2 separate regions of the Drosophila melanogaster genome follow, and region 1 is linked to region 2. The links are chromatin contacts, called in public Hi-C maps. All regions are on one chromosome and are shown on one strand. The core of a region is the stretch at or near the end of the contact, and the rest is flanking DNA. Distances in the headings are between cores, read along the strand shown. Region 1 holds the start of ALiX (ALG-2 interacting protein X). Region 2 holds the start of tau (tau,).

Region 1 (6,169 bases), core at 2,788-5,287, 43 kb before region 2:
CGAGGCGCGCAAGGGACACGGCATCGATAGGCACTTGTTTGGCCTGTGGTGCGCGGCGTATGAAAGCAAAATGGACATTCCCGCCTTCTACGACGATCCGATGTACACCAAGAGCGGCGGAGGAGGTAACTTTGTGCTCTCGTCCAGCACGCTGGGCTTCACGGCCAACGTTGGTTTCGTGGCGCCCATGGTCTTCGATGGCTATGGCGTCTTTTACTCCATCACCTCGGAAGCGTAAGCTAGACACTCCTCCATTATCTTGAATTGTTCTTTAATTTCGTACATTCTAGTGTGTTCATTAATACCACCGCCTATCGGGATAGCCTAAAGACAAGCGCTCGCAAGTTCAACGACATTTTCAAGGACTCATTCCGCCGCATCAGCGTTCTCCTGGAACAATTGGCCAAGGAATCCAAGCTATGAAAAGCTCATCTAGTATTAAGAAAAGATCTAATCTTACTTTATGTCGTCATTGAAATTCAGTTCTCATTTTTAGTTCCAATCAGAAAGTAGATTTTTGGTTTTTCTTTCCATTTTGTTTCAATTAGCACAATTACCTAGATTTTAACGAACAGTCGAATTTAAATATTTTTTATTTGAAATTGGATCCCTAGTTCAACCCACCTTTCACCGGAAACTAAGTGAAAACGCAGACTTCGTTGGTAGTTTGTAGTTTGACAGAAAGGGTGTGCAGCATTTGTAACTTCGTGTTAAACGTTTATTTAAATTCAATGATCGATTAGTTTTTGCAAATACATTTCTCTCGGTAATTCTTGTGTTTCAATTCTAAAATGCGGCTAAATAAGCTAAGCGCCCAGCCGCTTCAATACGTTAGCCGGCCCTAGATACTACGTACAAATTAATTGGAGCTTGCGCCGGATTACAATATATATATATATAATCGTCTATATACGAAAACTTTTCGTTAGTAATTTCGATTATCTGGGAGCTAAATGCTAATTACAAGTGGTTCTCACTGCGTTTCTTTATTTATGCAGTACTTTTTGAGTCGCAGACCCAAGGACAGAATGGGGGAAAAAAAATCGTATGAGTTGAGTTAGGAGCTGGGCTGTCCGCACTAGTGCGGCGGGGGCGGAGGTCGATAGTAGCCAGCGTGCGGCTGCAGCATTGAGTAGCCGGAGGAGGGCGGCGGCGCTATCCGTTGGCCTCGTCTCTGCTGCTGCTGTGGCGGCAAGCCGGCGTACGCCTGCACTCATTCCTGCCCAGTGGCCGGAACTGGCTGAAGGTTCTGCTCGGCAGCCGGTGGAGTGGCTGCCGCCTCTTCCTTTGTTCCCCCACCTGGAGTTGCGCCTTCGCCGGTAGCCTGGAAGGCCGAAGGTCGCTGCACGAACATGTTGTCAATGATGTGATCTATGTTGTCCGAGATGCCCTCCTCCTTCGCTCCACCCTTGACCTTATGCTTTTCGGAGGGCGGGAGAATGGGAATCGCGTTGGTGGGACGACGCTGGGGCAGAGCACTTGGTCGGCTAGTGGTTTGAGCCGGCGGTACAAAGTAGGTTGTGCCACCGACCGTGTTGTAGTTCTGATACGGCTGAGCCGGCTGCGTTGCGGGCGGCGCCTGAGCGGGCGGCGGTGTGGGTTGTGTTACAACCGGAGGCCCTGCTTGGGCGTACGCCACGGCAGCCGGAGTGGTTGGCAAGTAAGCGGCACTAGCCGGATTAACATACGGTGCCTGGGGAACGGGCACTGGAACTGGCTCCGTTCCGGTCACATAGTACGGTGCCGCCTGTGCTTGCGGATATGCGGCTGCCGGCGGGGCATGTGGCTTTGGTGGTGTTGGAACTGCTCCTGCGGCAGTAGGTGGTCCAAGTTGCATGGTCTGCAGTTGGGCCTGCAGCTCCTGTTGCTGATAGGCGATCTGCATCAGAACATGGGGGTCCTGAATCATGATCTGCGATTGTTGCTGCTGCTGTTGCTGTTGAAGATGCAACTGCTGCTGCATCTGCTGTTGCTGCTGCTCAGCCAAGTGCTGTGATGCCTCCTGCTGTGAGCGACGCAAGCTGGAGTAGCGCTTGGGCGCATTTCGTTGTTCCTGATGCAGTGGCTGCTGCTGCTGCTGCTGAGGCGCCTGATTTTGGCTAGCCAGAGAATGCATCTGGACACTGCCCACATGGCTGGGATCATTGCGTTGCTGCACCTGCTGGAGCCGCTGCGAAAGGTTCGACGTGGAAAGCGGCGTCTGTGGAGACTGCTGCGGCTGGGACGGCTGTCGTTGCTGCTGTGGCTGTTGCTGATGATGAGGTTGCTGCTGCGGCTGTTGTTGTTGGTTGGAGCGTGGAGTGGATGGCTTCTGGTTACGGTTGTCCAGTTGGTCTGGCCCCCGCTCCCGCTCTCTTAGCTGCTGTCCACGGTTGTTCTTCTTAAATTCCATGCCATTCTGACGTCCGGGGCCGCCGTTCATCCGCCCGAAGTTGCGATTCTTGGGCTCTCGATCGCGTTCCCGCTCCCTTTCCCTCTCACGTTCACGCTCCTGGGATCTGTGTGGATTGGAGCTACTGGCCAAGGGCTGTTGCTTCTCTGGAACCAAGCCTTCAGCAGCGACGGACCGTCGGTTTTCCTTTTCCTCACGCGAGGATGATGTTCGTGGACCACGTGGCTTTCTTTCGTTGAGCGCCGGGAAGTCCTGTGGCCGCGGCGGCTTGCGCTCCTTATTGCTGGCTTTGAGGTAGGCCTGCTCGTCCTCCCAGTTTCTTGAGTATTTACTAGGCCCACGCGTATATCGCCGGCGACGTCTGGCTCTGGGTGGTGCGTCCTCGTTTCTAATGTCGTAGCCGTATGTTTGCAGCAACTCTGCACGGGATTTGGGAGCCTGCTCCGTGGCCTCGAATCGATCGTGAGACCAGCGATCACCGCCTGAAGCTGGTTGCCATTTTCGCATGGTCTTCGATGCCTGTGAGATCTGTGGCGTTTGGCCAGTCGGCGTGGCACCGGCGGCCGCAAGTCCATTGAGTTCGCCATTTGGCTCCGCCGCCGCCTGGCCAGCACCGTTTTCGGGTTCGATCAGGATTTCTCCCTCGGTCTCCGCCGTCCGATCGTCGTGCTCGTAGAAAGTGCCCCGCTTTGGGATGTACTGCGGATTGCTGCGATCCTCGTCCACCTTCTTCTGGGCCTCACTGTCTGCGACGGAGCGGTCCATCGCCTGCTCCCCTTCGCCATCGTCCGTTTCGCTGCCCACCTCATCGTCCTCGTCGTCCGTCTCAGATTCCTCCTCGCTCCCACTGCCACTGGCGCTGCCGCTGGCACTCTCCTCGTCGTCATAGTCCTCTCCGCCCTCCAGATCACTGGCCGTGTCGTACTCGGAGTCGTGCGGATGCGAATTGGAGTTGGGCTCCTGGGTGGGCGAGGTGCCCGGCTCGACGTCCACGGTGGTATCCGCTGTGGGCGTTACAGCCACTGGCGCCTCGCTGGCAGGTGCAGCCGTGGCCTGGGGGATGTCGGTCGGGGGCGTGGCCGCCGTTGGTTTCTCCACTTCGGCCATCGCGGGGTCTCTTCGGTTTTCTGCCTCGCTACTGCTGCTGCTGCTTCTTCTGCGGAATGACATAGAACGGGATTCTAGGTGTCACTGGGATATCCAAGCCAGGGCTCCGTATATCAACTCACGTGCGAATTCTTGACAAGGCCTAACTACTCTAGTAAGCGTGCTTCTTGTTACGGTAAATTCTAAGAAAAAACCAATAATTTCGCACAATTTTCTCGACAACAACGCAATCAGAAAATAGAAAGTCTAGGGTTACCTTTCTCTCGCCGCAGAGATGCCACACTGTTGAAAACGTAACGACAGGGCGAGAAACGTAGCAATGTGCATACGTATTGAAATAGTGGCAGCTCTGGTAGTTACCGGTTCATGTTAGTAATAAAAAACATATAGAACATAGAACATAGAAAAAATATTCTATTACTTTTTTTTAATAGTTTACAATATTAAGTATCTTTGACAAAAATTCACCTTTGAAGTATAGAACTAAATCCTTAGTATTTCTTTAGTGGCTATCGAAAACGGTATCGACGGCTGGACATCGCTGGCCAGCTGTTGTAGGGGAAGGAAAGAGAGCGTAAAGCGGAGTTCGAATAGAGCGACAGACGATTAATTAATATCACTTGGAATCAGAAGTCGGACAAGAAGCAGACTCCGCAGAACAGGAAAAGATGTCGAAGTTTCTGGGCGTGCCGCTGAAGAAGCCGTCGGAGGTGGATGTGATCAAGCCGCTGAACAATCTCATCCAGAGCACCTACAACGGTGCGTCGGAGGAGGAGAAGGGCAAGTACGGAGAGGCCGTCAACGAATTTTCGAAACAACGCAATACGGCAATTTGGAAATTCTTTGAAAAGTACGAGGCTTCGCTGGAGATTGTGTACGCGTAAGTACCACCATGTCTTTGTGGCCTTCTTCCGGGAATCTCCCGATGAGTCACCCGCACAACGGGGCAGCTAATCACACCCATTCCATTCGATTCGATTCCACCTGGTGCTTCTGTATTGGTGTGGTGGTCAGACGTAAACAAGCTCTCGGATGACGTAGTCGTTAACTAAATGTTTTGCCTCCGGGTTTTGTTGCCTGCTCTGTATTTCCAGCTATTATGACCAGATTTGTGCGCTGGAGACCAAGATATCGGTTAGCGAACTTCAGATACCCTTTAAGTGGAAGGATGCCTTCGACAAGGGCTCCATTTTCGGCGGCAAGATCAGCCTGAGTGAGTGATTCATTGCCATGTGCCAAGTATATTTCACCACTAACCCAACGGCATCCACCATCCACAGCTCACACCTCCTTGCTTTACGAGAAGGTCTGTGTGCTCTTCAACATTGCCGCCCTGCAGAGCAACATCGCTGCCAACCAGTCCCTGGATTCGGATGACGGCCTTAAGCTGACCATCAAACTGCTCCAGCAGAGCGCCGGCATCTTTCAGTATTTGAAGGGAGCGACGCCAGCGGCAGTGCCCTCGGAACCCACGCCCGATCTCAGCCAGGATACGCTAACCGTGCTGCAGGCTCTGATGGTCGCCCAAGCGCAGGAGGTTTTCATTCTGAAGGCAATTAAGGGTATGTAAAATTAATTCACAAAGAGCACGAACACCGTTCACATTTAAATGCTTATCTATGAGCAAAATTTAGTTGTTTACATTGGGCGATAAACTATTTTATCAGGTAAAAGCGTCTTTGGCATACAATAAAAGCACTCAATGCAATATTTTTCGGACAAAGCTTATCCGAAGATATTACTTTTGATACGTGGGGACATTACCCAGTTATTTCCTTTGAAATTATATGATAAGAACGATTGAAATGAATCATTCCATTCAACAAAAATAATGTACCAATCAATGGCTCTAGAGTAATGGAAACACATTCCGCTATGAATCGAGGTTAACATGTTCAAGTATTTACATTCCGGCAGATAACTTGAAGGACCAGATCATCGCCAAGCTTTGCTGCCAGGCGGAGGAGTCTTACGCCGATGTGCTGCGCGCTATGCAAAAGGAGTCTGTGCGCAGCCTGTGGGAGAAGGAGTGGATACCTACTATTGCTGGAAAGCAGGCCGGCTTCCATGCCCTCACCCAGTTGTACCAGAGTCTGGTGTGCCGTGCCGCCAAGAAGATTGGCGAGGAGATTGCTCGCTTGCGCAACGCCATTGATCTTTTCAAGGCGGCTCAGACGCGTAGCGGAAATGAGACCTACTTGGATGAATACTTCAGCCGCGCCAAGCGCAACTTGACCGAGTCCACCAAGGACAACGAGTTCATCTACAACGAGATCATACCAGAGCTGAGCACCTTGACCTCTCCTGGAAAAGCCCAGTTGGCCAAGCCACTGCCCATTGCTGTCCCCTTGGCTGAAAATTTTAAGGATATATTCAGCAGCCTAGTGCCCGTGGAGCTTCATCGTGCTCTGACCGCCTCCGATATGCGCCGCAATGAGATCGTCAACGTGGAGATCATGAAGTTGCGTGAAGCCACCCAGACTCTGAATGCTGTTTTGGCCAGCTTGAATCTTCCAGCGGCCGTGGAGACAGCCGATGGCAACAGTGGGCTTCCGCCGTCGCTAAAGGAAAAGGCCAATGAAGTTCGCCAGAAGGGGGGCATTGAAAATGTGCAGACGATGCTTAAGGATCTTCCCGAGCTTCTGAACCGCAACCGCGAGATCCTCGACG
Region 2 (6,676 bases), core at 3,531-6,030:
AAACAATAACAAGGCCAGGGAGGCTGCGCGGCCAAAAGCCGAGCCGAGGACTCAATGGATTGAGAGATAGGACGAGACAGGACAGCCCAGAGAGTGGGTCTGATGAGCATCAGCCGGAAGTTGGGCACACAGCTGGGCTCAAAACTGGGTCAAAGAAGGACCTGTCCGATGGCACGAACATGGACGTGTGTACATCTACATTTACATAGAAAGTCAAGGACATGGGTGCATGGAAATGGATGTGCCGGCAAAGCCAATGGCCTGCTTGGCTTAATTGCCACTTCCTTGCCAGATTTGCCGCCTTTTAAGCACCTCGCTTACCCTTCAGGCTTGATCGGTCATTATATACCTACCACCCACCATTTGCCTATGCAAACAATTCGAGCATTTAGTTGTTGCTGTACATTTTTGCTCTGAATACGCTTCATGTATCTGTGTCATAGTTTTTATAAATAGCACGCATTAAAATGTTGTACAGGCGGCACACACAAGGCACAAGAAGGCGCCTGAGGGGCCAGTAATGCGCCTTCTATGTAGATGAGATGCCAACGAGGAATAGTATGCTTTTGGAGCATGTATAGTGTATAAATATTGAAAAAGGCTGGTGTTCAGGTGTTCTGGCAGCGGACAAACAAGAAATCGGCCATTTAACACCCCCACATACGACCGGCTGACAAAACATTTCGAATGATAACAGGCAAGACCTGAGAAATACGTACGTTTGCCAAAAAGACGATCAGGGTCGATGAGTGTATAAATATATACATGTATAGGCCACATTTATAGTACATAGCCCCATAGCCCCATCTAAACATCTAAACATACCCCGTAAAACCCCAGCATGGAAGCTCAATCTATTGCGCAGCGCTAAACAATCAATTCTCAAACCCATTCTCCTCCCGCCTGAATGAGAAAATATTATATTATCTGCAAAATCATCTGTAACATCGAATGATATTCAACACTATCCGGCTGGGAATGCCACAAGCGATTATTATTTTGCCTTCACGAACGAAATAAAAAGAAATATTCACAGAATAGCCGAAAAAAAACAAAATGCTTAAAAATAGCCCGGCTAGAGAGCGGACAACAAATGGCTCTGGCTCCATAGGAGAGCCTCCCAATATCTGGTGGTCGTTGGGATCCATGGGATCCCAAAAGAGAGTGGCATTCGAAAAAGTTCCCCCAAGATGAAAGTAAATTCTTGCCATCGCACATACTACAGCATATATTTTGGTGTGTGTATAGCCTTGCGCAGGAAAAGAGCGAGCGTTTCGTCATCCATTCGTATTCGTATTCGTTTTTGAATTCGTTTTCGAAGCTATAGCTGTAAATGTATCTGTATCTGTGTCTGAGTGCTCGGCGATCGGCTGGTTGGCTTTCACCTCAGAATTACCTTGCCGTACTGCCACTGACGAATAACGTTCAGTCGAGACCGAGCTCATCCGCGATACAGTTGATTTTCGCATCAAACAGACAAAATGGTGAGTGCCCAGTCGGCCAAGGAGTCTTCACACATCTTCCACCAATATCCAGTGATATAGATGTACATAAATATATGCAGCAGCTGAAAACTGAAGATTTTCCACACTCGAACTAATGCCAAACTCTCAAATCTTTTTCGATTCCGTTGACAGGCTGATGTTCCAAAGCGTGAAGTTGAAAGTAAGTTAAAACCCCGCACGAAAAGGATTATCTTTAACCTCAAACGAAATCCATCAAAGTTAAACCAACATATTAAATGAACGAGGTAACGGAAAACCCAGCAGAAAGGACTAAAAACAAGTATTATAATATCCATAAAAATACAGATTACATAATGTGCGCGTGTGAGATACACAACAAAAAGTACACAAAAGTCGGTGAACATATTTCGTAATCACTTGGAATATATCGCATACATATACGCATGCCTATATATATAACACTATGCGGAAAATTTTCATTAAGGAATGCTGTCGTCTATATGCATCGCCTGAGCTATTTTCATCGATCGACCATCCAAAACCAGAACGGATAAAGGTTGCCAACACAATTCCGGTAGAGAAAATCTAGTGCAAAGTTAAGTTTGATTTGCGTTATAGAAAAGCCGCGGAAAACAATGAAAATCGTGTGTGTATATGTCGCGAACCCGAACGCGCGATCCTCGTCTTCGAGCCGAAATGCTTCTCGTTTAGAGATCTAATTTTGGCCAAGTTATTTCTTTAGATTTATTTTCGATCAAACGCACAGCGAAAGAGATGAGCAAACTATGCGACTTTGTGTGTGTATATACGCCTATATACTGTGTATATAGCGCAGACGAGGGCGAAGGCGTTCGGTTCGGGTGTCGGATTACGTATACGTAGTGTGTTCTCGGGGCTGGCAACTCTCCCAGATCCGCACTCACGCATACACTCACACACTAAGTAGGCAATGCCCAGCAGCCATGTCAAGATTTTCATGATGACCAAAAATGTGCGTACCAGAAATTTCAGGGTTACCACATCGACCCCGTTTTCGAAAATAAAAAGGGTGGTCAACACCCACCTCTGCTAAAGTATTTTTAAAAACAATTAATGAGGCAGCATAATAAAATGAAACGAATAAAAACAAAAATTTGATGGGATTTACGTTTGATCGACTAACATGAACATGAAGATGTAAATGCTAATCGAGTTCCTTTTGCGCAGATGTCGAATTCGTTTTCGAAGTCATGGGCTCCCCCGGTGAGGGCATTGATGCCGTCGACCTAGGTGATGCCCTCCGCGCTCTGAACTTGAACCCCACCTTGGCGCTGATCGAGAAATTGGGCGGCACCAAGAAGCGCAACGAGAAGAAGATCAAGCTGGATGAGTTCCTGCCCATCTACTCACAGGTCAAGAAGGAGAAGGAGCAGGGCTGCTACGAGGACTTCATTGAGTGCTTGAAGCTCTACGACAAGGAGGAGAACGGCACCATGCTGCTGGCTGAGCTGCAGCACGCCCTGCTGGCGCTTGGTGAGTAATCAACATGCATATATCCTGGGATATCCCTCTAAATCATTGTGTGCATTACAGGTGAGAGCTTGGATGACGAGCAGGTGGAGACCCTGTTCGCTGACTGCATGGATCCCGAGGATGATGAAGGATTTATCCCCTACTCTCGTAAGTATTCGTTCAATGGACGATACTCATCTAATGTTTTTTGTGCATATACGATTTGTAAACGCCGTTTGTCTATTCCACATGTCACTCTTTGTCTGCGCACAAACCAAAAAAATCCCCACCATTCTGCACTGTGCACTTTGTACCACCAACTCGACCTGAAAAACACCAACAAACCTAAAAATATGTGTATGCGTGTATCCATGTTTGCGTGTCCATTCCTCCAACACTACACTCGCAAAAAAAAAAAAAAACCGACCAACTCCCGAATGTCAAACGTATGGTCTCTGCACGGTGATTGCGTCTTGTTTACCCGCCGTTTGTCGCCGATCCACTTGAAATTGAATGAAAACAGAGTTCGTCCAGCGCCTGATGAGCGATCCTGTCGTCTTCGACTAAACAGTAAGTAGGGATGGAGCCCATGGCCACTTCGCCGATCTCTGGATGTCTACTTGTCCAACAAATTTGGGGAATACCTTGCTAATATGGCCCTTTTCTTCGTCTACTCCACAGCATTCCTCGCCAGAATGTGTGACAGACCAGATCAGCTAAAATAGTTGAAAACAACAGCTTCAACAACAACCAACAAACAACAACAACAACAACAACAACACCAACAAACTTTTAGCGACAACCATTCTCCATAGATGTTATATTCATCGCTAACTCTCTCTATCTCTCTCGTATATTATTTTAATTAAAAATTACTTCTGCTACTACAACTGCAAAATTGAACTTCAAGATAATATTATTTTTTAAAAAATAAAAAAATTTAAATTATAAAATAACGAAAACAAAAAAACTGAAAAATATTCAAAGTTTTGTGCACATTATTTTGTTATGAATTATTTTGTTGGTTCAGCCAAAAGCAAAGCAATAGTTAATGATTATTTTATATGAGACGTGAATAAACCAAATAGCAAATAATATAATGTTTAGGCAAATTCAACATCCGAAAGCGTCCAAAAAGGGCAGTTAGCAAAACGCCAAATGTGTAAATTGTGGCCTTTTTGCGTTCTCAATTTACCAAGTGAATGTGTGAAAGTGAAATAAGTCAAATGTATTTAAATAAACACTAAGAATAATTGTGCGGCCGATGAGGTGTTGCACAATCAATATAAAAGAAGATCAGGGTGGTGGAAAATTTGGGATTATGCTATATAGGCAGCCAATATTAATACAAGATGTGGCTGACTTGTTTAATAAACTAAAAGTAATAGAGAAAGTTTAAAAATCTTATACTGAATCCACAAAGAAATATCTAGATATTTTCGCCGCAGACTGCAATACTTCAGCTGAGACACAAACCACCAACGAGAAGCAGGCGAAAGACTAAAATACCGTGTACTAAAATGTCGTTTTCGCTTTTTCTCAACGAGAGAGAGCTTTCGAAATGTTTGTTAAGCTTAGAGCTTGGTTAATATGGTTTTTGTCTCTACTTTCGTAATTATTATTTATTTATTATATTAAAATAGTAAGTGTAAGAAGGGGTGGAAATACCCGCATCCTGGTATCTACCTTCCTCGTCTAGTCAACAATAACAATTATAAACTAATCACAAAAATAGCTTGGGGGTTGAGATTCCGCTGAGCTTTTGCGTCGACGTCGAATCAAAAAAGTGTCAGAAAAGTTTCGGTTAAATACGACGACTACGAATCAGTTGAAATCGAGATAACAAACCGACAAGCCGACCGAGCGGGAGCTGTCTCGCTTTTTTTAAAAATTTGCACCAGCAAAAATCCAAATAAATTAGCAGAGTGCCAGTGAAGTAAGTGAGCGTGAGTGCGCCAAGTCAAAATATAAATATTGTCATTTACGCCGTTTCAAAATATATTTCCGCGAGCATTTCTCGAATCGAAAGTGAACCCAAAATATATTATTCCAAGTGAAAAGGACTAGCCCAAAGATACACACACACACACACAGGAAAAATACCGACAGATCTGTAGTCCTTTTCGAGTTTTCCCGTGAGTGCAACAAATACAGACACACCACACACACACTCGTTCGACTTTCAATATGGCGGATGTCCTGGAGAAAAGCTCACTGCTGGATGCTGTGCCACCACTAGGCGACCCCCACCCACCGCTGCCCCACCAGCAGCTGCAACAGGAAGCAGCAGCAGCAGCAGCAGCAAATGCCGCACCACCAGCACCACCGCAGCAGCAACAACCACCACCCCATCAGCTGCAGCAGCAGCAGCCGCAACAACAGCAACTGCAACAGAAGCCAGCAAATGCGAGGGCTAATCAGGATCAAAAAGGTGAGGGCGTTGCAAGATACACAGAAAAGAAATGGTTCAGATTAAACCATATATATAGAAATTATTATTAGTTAAGTGTCAAAACATATAACTACCTTGCTATGTGTGCAGTTATGTGGTATTTACCTGAATTTAGTAAGTAAAAGTGACTTCACAGCGCATTACGCATACGCCGCGTGTGCTTTAGAAAATCAATTAGGAAAGTTCAAGGCACGCCTCCGTAGCCCAGTTGCAGCGGTGATAGCGATGGCTATGGCTCAATTAGGCAAATTATATTGCCGGCACACCCCAGGACATTGATGGTTATGTCAGGCGAGCATGCAGGCCATAAGACTCACGTCATGCCCGCCACATTATGCAAATAGATTTGGCCGGTTCAGCGCTCTGTGTGTGTTTGATCTGTTTGAGTAACCGCTTAGACCGGCAAGTTTACGGCTTTTGGGGCGCAGCTCAAAGGGGGGCTCGACTGCCGGCAGGATGTGGAAGTTGTGGCTGCATTGTGCATTGTGGTATCCCAGCTCTCGGTTTAATGACCTGCAACTGTGGCAAGCCATCAACCACCCACACGACGGCCGAGTGCAGCTTTTAATTGTTCTTGATGCCCGATGCCTTGGCATCGGCTAGGTGCAAGTGTGTATCTATCAGATACACAATATACATACATATATTTCTAGAGAGATACCGATATGGCCGACTGCGATAAAAGTTATCAGCAATTCGAGCTCGTGCACTCACAAAAGGATTATCTCTGCACTTGCACATAGCTTATAAAAAGAAATCCAACGTTAAATCTTTTCTAAGACTAATCTGAAAATCCTTTTAAGTTTAAAAAAATATGGGTTTGCCAAAACATGAAGTATATTAAGTTACATTTATTTTTTCTGAGTGCACTGCTGCTGTGGTTGCTCTGCATTTGACCTCGTTTTAAATCGAGCTGCGTGTACCTTTTCATTCGTGGTCGTTCAGTCTGCAGAGTTCTCGAGCATCAGCTGGCTAAACTAAATATTGAATTTCCTGTTGAATAGGGTATTCCGCCTGCGACGTGGCACCAATGCGAACTATCCTCTAAACTAACAGTTGACTTCATTAGGGCAGTGCGATGTGTGTGCAGCGAAAAGATACACCCCTGCCTCGCGCCGTGTGAATATTAAATCAAGTGTGTTCGAGTCAAGAGCAAACCGGCTCTGCTAAATAAAAACAATAACAATGCTCCGCTGCTGTAGCTTTGTTTAGTGCTAATAATAAAAGTAAAAATATCGTCGTTGATTACTATCAGAGATGTCATCTA

Evidence for each region. Hi-C and Micro-C count contacts between places; a contact is called where the count stands out from the background.
Region 1: a Hi-C map of the Kc167 cell line shows a contact between it and region 2, with 2.5 times the contacts expected there. A contact is called at or near these places in 10 of 107 Hi-C or Micro-C datasets (the Clone 8 cell line, the Kc167 cell line, the OSC cell line and 4 more).

What each region holds. Positions count from the first base shown.
Region 1 is chr3R:27,697,978-27,704,146 of dm6, reverse strand. ALiX (ALG-2 interacting protein X) reads left to right here and starts at 4,037. Exons shown (of 6, transcript NM_143325.4): 1 at 4,037-4,379; 2 at 4,594-4,712; 3 at 4,780-5,061; 4 at 5,417-6,169. The coding sequence starts at 4,168. It overlaps btz (barentsz), which reads right to left and starts at 3,783. Exons shown (of 2, transcript NM_001276099.1): 1 at 3,622-3,783; 2 at 702-3,548. The coding sequence starts at 3,499. The coding sequence ends at 1,079. It overlaps CROT (Carnitine O-octanoyltransferase), which reads left to right. Exons shown (of 6, transcript NM_170352.3): 5 at 1-234; 6 at 291-768. The coding sequence ends at 423.
Region 2 is chr3R:27,654,918-27,661,593 of dm6, reverse strand. tau (tau,) reads left to right here and starts at 4,780. Exons shown (of 6, transcript NM_001300636.1): 1 at 4,780-5,388. The coding sequence starts at 5,145. Mlc1 (Myosin alkali light chain 1) reads left to right here and starts at 1,417. Exons shown (of 6, transcript NM_001300640.1): 1 at 1,417-1,484; 2 at 1,638-1,665; 3 at 2,673-2,978; 4 at 3,039-3,125; 5 at 3,481-3,527; 6 at 3,639-4,516. The coding sequence starts at 1,482. The coding sequence ends at 3,524.